2 separate regions of the Hordeum vulgare genome follow, and region 1 is linked to region 2. The links are chromatin contacts, called in public Hi-C maps. All regions are on one chromosome and are shown on one strand. The core of a region is the stretch at or near the end of the contact, and the rest is flanking DNA. Distances in the headings are between cores, read along the strand shown.

Evidence for each region. A called contact is a pair of places that touch in the nucleus more often than the background predicts.
Region 1: a contact with region 2 is called in a Hi-C map of leaf, with 4 times the contacts expected there. The contact joins two enhancer-like sites. A contact is called at or near these places in 3 of 6 Hi-C or Micro-C datasets (all in leaf) and 1 of 1 datasets of contacts at active chromatin or transcription factors (embryo).

Annotation. Positions count from the first base shown.
Region 1 is chr5H:314,745,717-314,752,272 of MorexV3_pseudomolecules_assembly, reverse strand. No RefSeq gene overlaps it. Among protein-coding and RNA genes, the nearest start is that of LOC123397712, 8.2 kb to the left of the region's middle. Within about 2 kb of position 5,237, at least 2 of the 3 cell types and tissues checked have open chromatin away from gene starts, as enhancers often do. A contact at or near this core is called in leaf, where this site is marked.
Region 2 is chr5H:314,595,445-314,601,672 of MorexV3_pseudomolecules_assembly, reverse strand. No RefSeq gene overlaps it. Among protein-coding and RNA genes, the nearest start is that of LOC123395383, 15 kb to the right of the region's middle. Within about 2 kb of position 4,867, at least 3 of the 3 cell types and tissues checked have open chromatin away from gene starts, as enhancers often do. A contact at or near this core is called in leaf, where this site is marked.

The DNA.
Region 1 (6,556 bases), core at 3,988-6,487, 150 kb before region 2:
CTTACATTGTGCGACGACGTGAGGAGATTACGGTGGCCTTAGCGGCATCTTGGGGAGCATTGTGCCTCCACATCGCTCCAAACGGAGATTAGCATCCGCAAGGGTGTGAACTTTGGGATACATCCTCGTCTCCGCGTGCCTCGGTTATCTCTTATCCGAACCCTTTACTTATGCACTTTACTTTGTGATAGCCATATTGTTTCTTGTTATATATCTTGCTATCACTTAGTTGTTTATCTTGCTTAGCATAAGTTGTTGGTGCACATAGGTGAGCCTAGTTGTTTTAGGTTTTTTGCTTGACAAATTAAACGTTAGTTTTATTCCGCATTTGTTCAAGCCTAAACCATAATTATTTTAAAGCGCCTACTCACCCCCCTCCTAGGCGACATACATGTCCTTTCAACATATTTATTATATTTGTAGATAATATGGTAAGTCCATTAGGAAAATTCTGGATGGGAGCAGTTCGATGCTCTCTTTTAGGAGAATATTTACTCCTAAGATGATGAAACAATTGTCTAGAGATTGAAGTCACGGGTCGGAACATCTCTTTGACTAGAGATAGTGACTTTGTAATACGAGAATATGAGAATTATATTATGTATTCTGCTAGTTCTCTATATGTTTTTATCAATTCTAGGGGTTTTACTCATGTGTATATTCATGTTGTGTGGAAATTATAGGTCCCATCATACACATCTTTTTGTGGCTTGTCTCAGGTAACAAAATCATGATGAGAGATAACCTCAAAAAATGAAACGTGAGAAAACATGATGATTGTGTATATTGCTCTAACCTTGAAAGTATACAAAACTAATTTTCTTTATCTTGTTGCACTAAACATTTGTCATGAAGTTAGCATATTATTAGGTAGGCACCCATGAGATAGTTTAGAATCTACCACCTCTCTTTGGGTTGCTCGTAAAAATACTTGATGCTACTACTGCTATTTGTGATGTTGCCCTCTGGGATCTTTGGAAGCACGCAAATAATTTACTCCCTCCGTCCCATCACGCATGACATTTTTTGACACTAGTGTAGTGTCAAAAAATGTCTTACATTATGGGACGGAGGGAGTAGTTCCTAATGGCACTCCTTGCCCCCTTGAACTATATTTGGTCTTTGATTTTAAGAATAGCCATGTTGCATAATTGAACATCACAATGAATAATTGAACATCACATTGCATAAGTGAACTAAATACTACATGGTCAACATTGATACGTCCATTTTGCATCATGTTTTCATGTTGATATTTATCACTTCTTGGGCTGTTATTTCACTTCACTGTACAATTCTTATGCCTTTTCTCTCTTATTTTACAAGGTTTACATGAAGAGGGAGAGTGCCGACAACTGGAATTCTGACCTGAAAGTGGAGCAAAGTTGAGATACCTGTTTTGCGCAACTCCAAACGCCGTGAAAATCAACGAGGATTTTTTTCCGGATTTATAAAAAATACTGGGCCGAAGAAGTGCCAGAGGGGCGCCAGGGGTTGGCCACAAGCCTGCACGGCGCGGCCACCCCCAGGCTGCGCCATGAGGACTTGTGGGCAGCCTGCTGGCCCACTTGACCCCCTCTTCTGCTATATGAAGGGTTTCGTCTGGAAAAAAAATCAGGGAGGAGCTTTTTCGTGGATTCGCCGCCGCCACGAGGCGGAACTTGAGCAGAACCAATCTAGAGCTCCGGCAGGACTATCCTGCCGGGGAAACTTCCCTCCCGGAGGGGGAAATCGTCGCCATCGTCATCACCAACACTCCTCTCATCGGAGGGGACTCTTCACCATCAACATCTTCATCAGCACCATCTTATCTCCAAACCCTAGTTCATCACTTGTAACCAATCTCCGTCTCGCGACTCCGATTGGTACTTGTAAGGTTGTTAGTAGTGTTGATTACTCTTTGTAGTTGATGCTAGTTGGATTACTTGGTGGAAGAGTTTATGTTCAGATCCTTGATGCTACTCATTACCTCTCTGGTCATGAATGTGATTATGCTTTGTGAGTAGTTACTTTTGTTCCTGAGGACATGGGATAAGTCATGCTAATAGCAGTCATGTGAATTTGGTATTCGTTCGGTAATTTGATGTGTTGTATGTTGTTTTTCCTCTAGTGGTGTTATGTGAATGTCGACTACATAACACTTCACCATTATTTGGGCCTAGAGGAAGGCATTGGGAAGTAGTAAGTAGATGATGGGTTGCTAGAGTGACAGAAGCTTAAACCCTAGTTTATGTGTTGCTTCGTAAGGGGCTGATTTGGATCCACTAGTTTAATGCTGTGGTTAGACTTTCTCTTAATTCTTCTTTCGTAGTTGCGTATGCTTGCGAGAGGGGTTAATCATAAGTGGGATGCTTGTCCAAGTAAGGGCAGTACCCAAGCGCTGGTCCACCCACATATCAAACTATCAAAGTAACGAACGCGAATCATATGAACATGATGAAAACTAGCATGACAGAAATTCCCGTGTGTCCTCGGGAGCGTTTTTCCTCTTATAAGACTTTGTCGAGGCTTGTCCCTTGATACAAAAGGGATTGGGCCACTTTGCTGCACCGTTGCTACTTTTGTTACTTGTTGCTTGCTGCGAATCATCTCACCACACAATCACTTGTTACCGATAATTTCAGTGCTTGCAGATATTTCCTTGCTGAAAACCACTTGTCAGATCCTTCTGATCCTCGTTGGGTTCGACACTCTTACTTATCAAAAGGACTAGATTGATCCCCTATACTTGTGGGTCATCAAACATCCATTGTATAATTAACTAAACCTGGGGTATGATTATCTAGAACTAGAACTTAGTTAGCCAGAATTATAGCCTAATTAGCTAGAAGGAGCTATTTCATATCGTGATGACCCCTTTCCCTTGCAAGGGCTCGAGGCCTCCACATCGTGGGGACCTATTTTATTTTTTCAACCGGGTAATTAATATAATTTACCGAGTCATGTCATTGAAGGTGGAGAAAGGAAACCATAGAAATGACCCATCAAAATGCACATGCTCCGCACATATGCACCAGTGTCATTGTTTTACTCTTGCTATGTTGCTCTCGAATTTCCCCGTCCGATGACCATGTGCATGCGAGGGCATACCTATGGAATCACCTCTAGTGAACCTGCATCGGTGAGGGGCAATAAACTTTTTGGGGAGCTCCTCAACATGACTTCTTATATTTGATCAACTACTTCCTCAATGATGATGGATGAATATGTCAACTGCACCAACTTCATGATGTGAGCATCCTGTGAACATCACCACGTCAAGTGCGTCATCGCCAAGAAACAAACACATCATACATATACAAGTGGATCTTCTTCTTTATGCGTGATGGTGTACTACTTTCCACTCTTACCTTGTGCATGTGCGTTCAAGAGCATCACACACGTTGTGGAGTGCTGCAAGCGCAAGGGTTTGAGTACATCGTCCAAGAGGGGAGCATGGAAGTGGAGACACCACAAAGTCGTGGGCAAGGGCAGCCAAAGGAGACGGAGCAACTCAGAGCACTATCGGAGCCTTCGGTCCTCACTACAACACTTCTAGTGCAGCTCGGAGCCTGTGAGGTGGCTCCGAGCCAAACTACGGAGCCCCCTGTTTTCCCTCGGAGACACCTTGAAGTGACCCTCGCACCTACGAGCACTCGAATCCTTCGAGGCATGCCTATAAGCACAAGTTGGGCCCAAGCCATGTATCTTTCACTCCCAACTTACCCCCTTCATTGATGGGCCTATATATACTCATCTTACGTACCTCCTCTCCACGGTTAGCAAAGATTATAACTCAAAGATAGAGCTTTACCGATGAACTGGTCCACGACCTCAGATTCACTTCATCGTCCACCCTACCAGAGTCGCTTCACAAATGCCCTCATCCACGGTCCCATATCTCCTTTCAAGACCCCAACGACCATCACAACGGAAACAACCTCAACGTCTCTAACCTGATTCCCACGATGCCAAGCCTCCGTCTCAACCTAGTTACTTCTCACCTTTAAACCCGTCCAACATCACCTGCCTGTTGCACTTCAAATATACTAACTAGTCGTTGCTACATGTTATGGAGCTCACAATTGCTACATGGATGATGTTTTTTGGATCAAACACCTTGGCCAACCAAAATCTTGGACTGAAGCATTCTATGATCTTGTAAGTGCATCTCTCTTGTATTGCCGTGTGCGTGACGACCTGTTTTGCTAGGATTTTTGACCTGTAATCCATTTCTGTAGCCAACTATTACCACTACTGCTGCTAAAGTGGAGATATAGACGTCATACATTACACAAAGTCATAAATGACATAGAGGAATGTCAATGCACTAAATTAGGCTCTCTAAGTGTGCCCGCAATTCCATTACACAAAGTCATGGCTAGTTTATGCGACACACACAATCACTAACTGGTGGATTAATTATGTGCAAGGGATATGCAATGTATTATCATGTAAAGGGATCTCAAATTAGCTCTGTCGGCGTGCATATATGGTGCAACAATGAAGAAGTACAAGATTTCTTAATACAACATGTAGGGGCATCCCGCTTGCTATAATGGACATTTAAGCATCATGTACAAAAAGAGTATAGATTAGTTTCAGATAAGTCTAGGGACTCCCATGTACAATGTTTTTTCTTTTCTTTCTCCAAGACCCCTTTTCCAAATTGGTGGAGTAAATGCGGCCAACGTTTTGTATGGAGTGAATCTAATTATTTGGGTCCTATTGCAACGCAAGTGCATCCTCTTCTGCTAGTAACCGGACCCACTGCATCATCCTGACTGTATATGTTGGAAGTCCCACGCATGACGCTGCATCCATAAGCTAGCACCGGCACATGAGAGACCCCAGTTAACCGGACAAGATCAGCAATGTCAATGTTCCACATCCCGTATTATTAGAAGTCAAGAGAAAACAATCCCTGACTAACACCCCTATATGACAAATGCATGCATGGCTCTTTTTTATTAATCACGATAGAATCAACACGTCTCGTATTATTAGAAGTCAAAGAGAGAACAGTCCCTGGCTAATACCCCTGTACGAGTACGTGCATGCATGGCTCCTTTTTAATAATCACGATAAAATCAACCAAGATCTCAGCTTTGATTAGGCCCTGTGATGAACAGGATTGTGTCTATGCATCCAGGCATTACCGCTCACATCAGTTACTGCGGGGGTCATCGGACAATTAAAGTGGGTCACTAGCGCTGCATGTGTGTCAGTGTGTGCCACGCATGGATGATACACGCCGTGCTCGCATGTCGCGTCTCGTGGGCGTTGGGAGCTCCACGTCACCCGGGCTCGTTGGTTGCCCTGTTCCCATGGACAAGAGTCGCTTTTGGGGTATTTATTTCCCACGTGCCTCCCCAAAGCTTGCTAGGAGTACTTCCGAATGGTATTACGATGGACGATATGTATGCATCTTGCCATGGAACTAGCGCGTGACATCCGCTCCCAGTCTACCTCTCCTCCCCCACCTCTCCTATCCTGTGTCGTTTTTTAATCAGGTTTTCATCATCCGGTTTTATAAATAAAACAAACAATTATCATGTCAATACAACATCAATTGCCACAACAGAATTAAAAATACTCTATCATCACAACACGCCCAAACAACAACCATAAAAGAAAAGAAAAGAAAGGAAAAAACACTCTGACATCCGGCTTAATAGAAATGATAAACTAGTCATATTAATAAAGTGCATCTTCTTCTTCAACAGTCAATTAAAAAGTTAAAAGTGTTTGGCTTAACAATTTAAGGATGAATGATCGACTAAGAAGTTGACCCGAGGTGCGCACGTGTAAGAATGAAATGCATATGAAAGATTACTTGGTTTGTGGGGCCAATCTAGATCCTAGAAACAATGACTAGGAACCGATGGTTGAACAGATGGGCTTGGTCGGGGCGTTACAACCACTAAGTGGCTAGTACCTCTGGAGGTCTACGAAGAAACCACACGATGTGCGGCACTAGTCATCACATTCATCATGTGGCCAAGCTGGCCACGATCCTACTATCTAGAGAGTGGGTGCTAGTGCTGCAAGAATGCAATGAATTTAAAAATAAAGTCAGAGGCCCGCCTAAGGAATACCTGCTCAATAACCATCCTCTTCAGCTTCGTCCACAAGGTCCAAGCTAGTGCCATGAACACAAGTTAGAAGAGGCGTCTGCTCCTTCCAATCTGGTTGGCACATGTTTGAAGGAACCTAGCCATGTCCAAGGCCTTACATTCGCCCCCGAGAGCCTCATGGACAAAGCCCCAAAGGAATTGTGCTGTTGTGCAAGAGAATAAGACGTGTGTTCCAGTCTCCAAAACACCACAAAAAGGGGCACATTCCATCTCGAGGGCCATATCGCTCGATCACCTCTGTCCATGATGGGAGGTAAACTGCATCAACTCCCAAACAAATAATTTGATCTTGAGAGGCATGGGAGCCTTCCATAGTAGAAGAGTCGAAGAAAGGGGCGACCGATGGAATAAGGCATGGTAAGAGGAGACAACCAAGTAGATCGCCGTGGGGGCCAGCGACCAAGAAATGGTGTCGGGATAGTCCGCAAGCACCAAAGAGA
Region 2 (6,228 bases), core at 3,618-6,117:
TGCCGGCTGTCGCGGCGGTTCTGGGCGTTGCCAGGCGAAGATGTCTGGTGTGTCTCCCGTCGACCGGCTGTGGGCGCGTCGGCATCATCACGAGTCCTTGAGCGGGAACTCGACGGCACGGCATGCGCCTGCTGCGTGTTGGCCGCCTCGACGAGAAGACGGATGCGGTCCACCTGCGCCTCGCGAGCCGAACCATCGAGCTCGCTCAGCTCGGCGATTGCGGCCTGCGCCGCCCTCATGTTTTGGACGGGGGTGTCGTAGAGGGGGCGGCCGCCTGCCAGCACCTGGCCGACGATGGCCCCACGACGTCTCACGAAGGTGATCCGGCTCTTTAGCCGGCGTGATGCAGTGCGCGGTGGTGAACTCGCGTCGCGCAACCTCGAAGTCGCGTTGGGTTGCCTCCAACGCCTCCGCCTCGCGAAGTAGCTGTTGACGGTGTTTGTCAAGCTCTTCGGTGGCAACCACTGGGTCGGCCACCTGCGGCACAGGGGTGCGGAGTGACTCCACTATCGCACGGATCGGGGTCCGATGGCCTGACGCCCCAGCTGCCGAAGCGGTAGTGAGCACCTCAACGCGACGGCAGAGGTCGTCGACGTCGCTGGAGAGGTTGTCGCCATCCTCCGGTGGCAGCGCATCATCGTCAGCCACATTAGCAGGGTGGCGTACGTCGCGGTGCGAGCCAAACGAGATGATGGAGCCATCAACGGGGAAGGCCGTGTCCTCTAAACGACGGGCGTTGTTGTTGACGCAGTCAAATGCGCCGTAGCGCACGACCAGCCCGTGCGCCACGCGCTCGCCAGAAGCGGTGTAGGGTCCCGCCTGGAACGTCACTCCGGTCAGCGTCGTTGTCGGCCCCACGATGGGCGCCAACTGTCGTGGTATTTCCGGGTTAGATGCCATAGGGTGGCTTATCTCATGGATTGGGACCGATGGGCGCCGACGACGTCTGGGAACGGGTTTGGGTGCAAGACACATGACGTCGGTGTATCCAGGTTGAGGGCCCTTCGGTGAGGTAATACCCTTACCTTCTGCCTGTGTGACTATATGGAATCACAGTACAATGGTGCTCCTGGAGCTGTATCGGTGTGGTGTATGTGTGTGATAATGCGAAGGGAGCGAGCCCCTCTCTCGGGGGGCTGGGGGTGGCTTTATAGTGCAACCCGAACTGTACAGTGTTGAGGATAAGATCGTCGGTGGGACCCAACCGTCAACCTCTAGCCGTCCCGAGGGGCCCATCGGCTGTCGGGTCTTGTCATGTGGCCCGCTGGCCTGCACCGCCAGGGGTTTATGCCTCGGGTCGCCAGGATGCGTGCGCGGGAGGTACGAGGGCTACAGGGCCGCACCGTCTAGCCAACGTCGGGGTCGTCTAGGCCCCCTGTAGCCATGCTCGCGATGCCATCATCCCGCTACGGCCCTAGCCTGTGACAGGGTCACTGTTGCCATGTGGTGTTGTCTTGTCTGTGTACCGCTATACGACTCGATGGGACGGGGCAGTCCGTCCGGTCGGCTACTAGCCAGTCGGTCGGCCGTACTGCATTCGACTGTTGGAAAGGAGGGCCGGCTACTGCCAGCCGACCGTGCGCATGGCTTGATGGGGCCAGCTACCTCCAGTCGGTCATGTGGGAGGGTCGGCTAACGCCGGCCGGCCTGGGGGCAGGCGGCCCCCTAATTGTCTTGGAGAATGATAATCTCTGCCTTTTGTACACCCCGGGGTAGTATCCCCGACAAGCGGGCATTCGACTGGTCGTCATAAGTAACATTTATTACGTACGTTATCAGTAACATACGCCTTTATTTCCACTAATCGAACCCTTGGTTGTCCGGTCTTGTTGAGGGGTAGCGCACTCTATATAAGCCACCCCTCCCCTCTGGCACAAGGGTTCGTACCCCATGTAACACACGTATTCCACACAACAAGAGCTCCTGAGCACTGAGACGTAGGGCTGTTACCTCCACAAGAGGGGCCTGAACTCATACATCGTGTGTACAAACTCGCCGTAGCTAGGACTCTGCCCTCTCCTTACGTACCCCTCACCTCTACTGCCAGGCTCGTTACCACGACAGTGACACAAAGAACTTGTTTATTGGAGTTCCTAAAGCGAGGAATCAACGAACAAAGCCCACCAACACATCTACCTCTGTAGAGCACTCTCCTCGTTGCTTGGTCCTTAATCAAAAAGACAAAGGGGTGAAATTCAAGGAATACATGATTGTCTAAAGCAATTCGATGTACGGAAAGAAGATTTTTTCTTGCATGAGGAGAATCAGGAATTTTGTTAAGATAAATAGGACTACTAGAGGTTTGTAATAGTGAATGATCAATATGAGAAATTCTCATACCTAACCCATCGACGCCATGAATCTAGCTTTGTCCACGATACTTGTCACGCACCGTCGGTTTCTCTAGCTCCTCTGTGAGGTGGTCGGTCGCTCCACTGTCAACGTACCAGTTTGTATCCACCCCATATTGGGTAGCGAACAACCTTCTCTTCCAGTGCATCATTATCGAACCTGTACCAACAATCTTTGGCGATGTGGCCAAATTTTCCACAAATTTGGCACTCGATTGGGTCATTACCCCTTGGGTTGTTGCCGGGTGGTGGACCGCCAGGCCCTCCTGGACCTCTTGGGCTGCCAGAACTGCCACCAGACCGGGTACCCTTCGTGTTCTTGTAGAAAGGGCGCCCACCTATACCTTCCTTCTTTTTGTAGCCGCCACCGCTCTGCTTCTGCTTGGACTTGCCATAAGAGGGAGGCGGGCCACTATGGCATGCAGCGGCGTTAGCAGAGGACTTGAAGCCTCCGCCGCCATTGCCACCAGTGAAGAGCTCCACACGTTTGTCAAAATTGCAGACTTGGGAGTAGAGAAAGTCGACAGTGACCGGTTCAGTGCGGGCATCCAGGGTCGAGACCACAAAATTGTAATCCAAGTCCAGCCTCACGATGATCTTCATCCAGCGGCTTCCTAGCCACCGTAAATTTGTCCGTCAGGCCGCACATCCGAGGAAAGTAAGCCAGAGCAGACCGAGTTCCTTTCTTAGCATTGGCGAGCGAGATGCAAATGTTATGTATACGTGAACGAGATTGTGAGGCAAACATGTTACCGAGCGATGGCACACGACCATCCAGATGGAGATAACGGAGACAAGCACATCCCTTGATAGATTGTTCAAGATGTGCCCGAGGACCTGTTGGTCCTGCCTGACCCACACATCGTATGAAGCACCCGATATTTTCCCTCTTTGTCCTTGGTGATGACAAACTTCTCCGGCATGGTGATGGAGCCATCAACATATCCATAGAGATCGGCGCCGAGGTAGTGTGGAACGATCTACACCCCCGAAGGAGATAATTCTCCGTGGTGAGCTTCTCCGTGACCCGAGAACCAAGGATAAAGATAGCTTGAGTGGAAGTGGAGGCCGCCATGAGTGCTCGCAGTGGAGATGGGTTTTTCTCTTTGATTCAGAACGTAAGGGAAAGATGATGCTCTCATTACCATGTAGAAAACATGATGGAAGCGTTCTACCCTTCGAAAAGGACCGTACAAGTATTTATTGATAGGATGAGGCATATCCCACGAGATGCGTACAGTTAAGATTGTATCTTCGAGTACAAGTAATAGAGCGAAGATCTAAACAATATGCAGTTCTATCTCTAGCTATCCGGGTTCCAACAACCCTGGATGGGCCGGCTTATGGCCTACAGGAAAATATGTTTAACATAGTAGTAGTAGTGCACTGGCAGTTATGCATTCCCTGCAAATCCTTGTGGCGCCGTGATCGCTTCTCAAATGCATTCGCATTAACTGCATTTAGCAATAATTCCGTGGGAAAGTATAGCTTGCACCAACTGGAAAAGAGGACCGGTCCAGAGGATGTCGAGCAAACGGGAGGACGCGCCTCCGTGATTGCAGCCAAGACACACTCCCCTCACTTTCTTCGGCAGGTCGAAATGAAATTAGAGCAACGTGCGTGTTAACCAACTTGATTTGCCATATATGCCTCTTCGAGACAGCACTTTGCTACGCATTAGGACATCCGTATATTAAAGGACACATATGGCTGGGCTGGAGAGAAGAGGACTCGCGGCTCCATCGTGCCAAAAAAATAAAAAAAAAATGCGATGGGTGATTTAACGAGGACCACCACCGTGTGGGGGAACAGAGTGTTAATTGCGCGAAAAAGAGCTCCATGGCCCCCATTAAATCTTATGCCGACTTGACACCAGTCACCATGTCGTGAAGCAACAACGTGCACGTTTGGGTTTCACTTTTCAGCTGTGCCCGAGCTAAGGTTAGTAGGTTGGCTAACTAGGCTATAGATTGATGATGATTCGTCCAAAGGAAATATAGTACTCCCTCCGTCTCAATTTACAAGCCCGGCATATGTATCTAGGTTGTCAATTTGACTAACTTAATGGGAGGCATGCATTATAAAAAATATATCATTAGAAGCTTTAAATGTTTTATTTTCTATAATGATATGATTTTTATGTTAAATAATATATTTTATATAAATTAAATTAACAACCTAGGTACATATGCATGCTTTTGTAAACTGTGCCGGAGGGAGTACTAGTACGGGTACCAAAACAAGAACAAAACAGGTTAGGAGAAGCCATGGGAGCTTGGTTAAACATGGGAGCTTGGTTAAACATGTCATCGTGGGAGTGCTATAACTAGTACCCATGGATATGTACGGGCGGTCCCTAGCTACTAGTTAGCCCCCAGCCGGCGATCTTCTCGTGGATCGGCGCAGGCGCTTCCTTGTCAAGGCGTTGGGGATCCGGGCTGTGGGGGGCCACCCCACAGGGCCCTGATTACCGCTCCTACTTGCTGGTTAATTAGGAGTACCTGATTAGTTTGGACCACCTGGACTGGACAGGGGAACATCACAGTCGTATCCTACTGTCGGAGAAGCAAGCAGGGCTAGGCTTGGCCTGGGTCATACGGTGCCATACCGTGACGTCCATGTCGCCAACGAATTGCCACTCTAGGTCTTCCTTGTTCCTCGCCTCGCCTGTGGGATTTTGGACATGAGCAGCCAGACTGTTACTTTTCCCGCTCACACTTGCCCCGTGATGCTCTAGTAGGAAAAAAAAATGCAAGGACAATATGTATCCTAGTACTACGATATGACAGAAAATCTAGGTATCACATTTTTTTTTCTTTTTTGGGAAAAACATCTTCGTTATATGTCACGAACTCATGATCACGATTCACTGGGGAGCAAGGTCTAGCTGGGGATGTATGGGACTTGGGGGCTCCATTCGCTTGCAATTTGCAAGCTCGATCTCCGGATAGCATAAATATATATATAAGCTTCATAACATTTGCTCCATCTTCTTCTCTTCAATCTTCATGCACCAACCTTCTACTGTCTCTTTTATACCTAACCTACCAAATCCTCTCTTGAAACAATCTCCGACACAAGGATGGATTTTATTGACTCGGAATGAAACATCAAGGGTATAAAACACAAGGAGCACAGGCCCGACCTCTGTATAGTTAGGATGCACATAACCAAAAGACCAACACACAGATAAACACTTCGACAAAACACCAAAGCTATGCCTAAACGAGGAAAAAGAAAAAGAGATGAAGTGATCAAAACAGTGATTGACAAACTACTACAACAACAACCATCCGCACCAATCATCTCTTGACACCATAAGAACAACGAGAAAAGTTCTTCAACAGCAACGCCTTCAGAAAGGGAACGACACCAATGATACTACAGTTCGATTCACACTTAATAGGCTAGAAATATTTTGCTGAATCTAGGTTCATCTGGACCAAAGAATCTCACACTATACATAACTTTTCATGCGACTGATATATTGTCCGTCCGTACCAATCAGTTCCTCCTCCCATTCTTAATTATTTTTATTTAACATTGTATTTCTTATTGTGAAAAATGTAGTTCGACAACGCCAAGCAATTGGTTTACAATTTTACATGCTGCCTGGTGTTCATAAACCAAAAATCTGAACCACCATATTCGTTTGTGCGTCCGTACTTGAAACTTAATTCTAACTATCTGTAAGTTACCATCATTTTTCTCTAGCATATAAAGCGAAAATCTTAATCACAATTTTTGCAGTAACCCTGTCAGAATTGATTGTTTACCTACGAATTCCTGTAAAATTCATGCAAATTTGGGAACCCTGCATGTGTATGTACAGTGGAGATTTATAGTCAGGACATGTACGCTTTCGTGACCCAGTAAG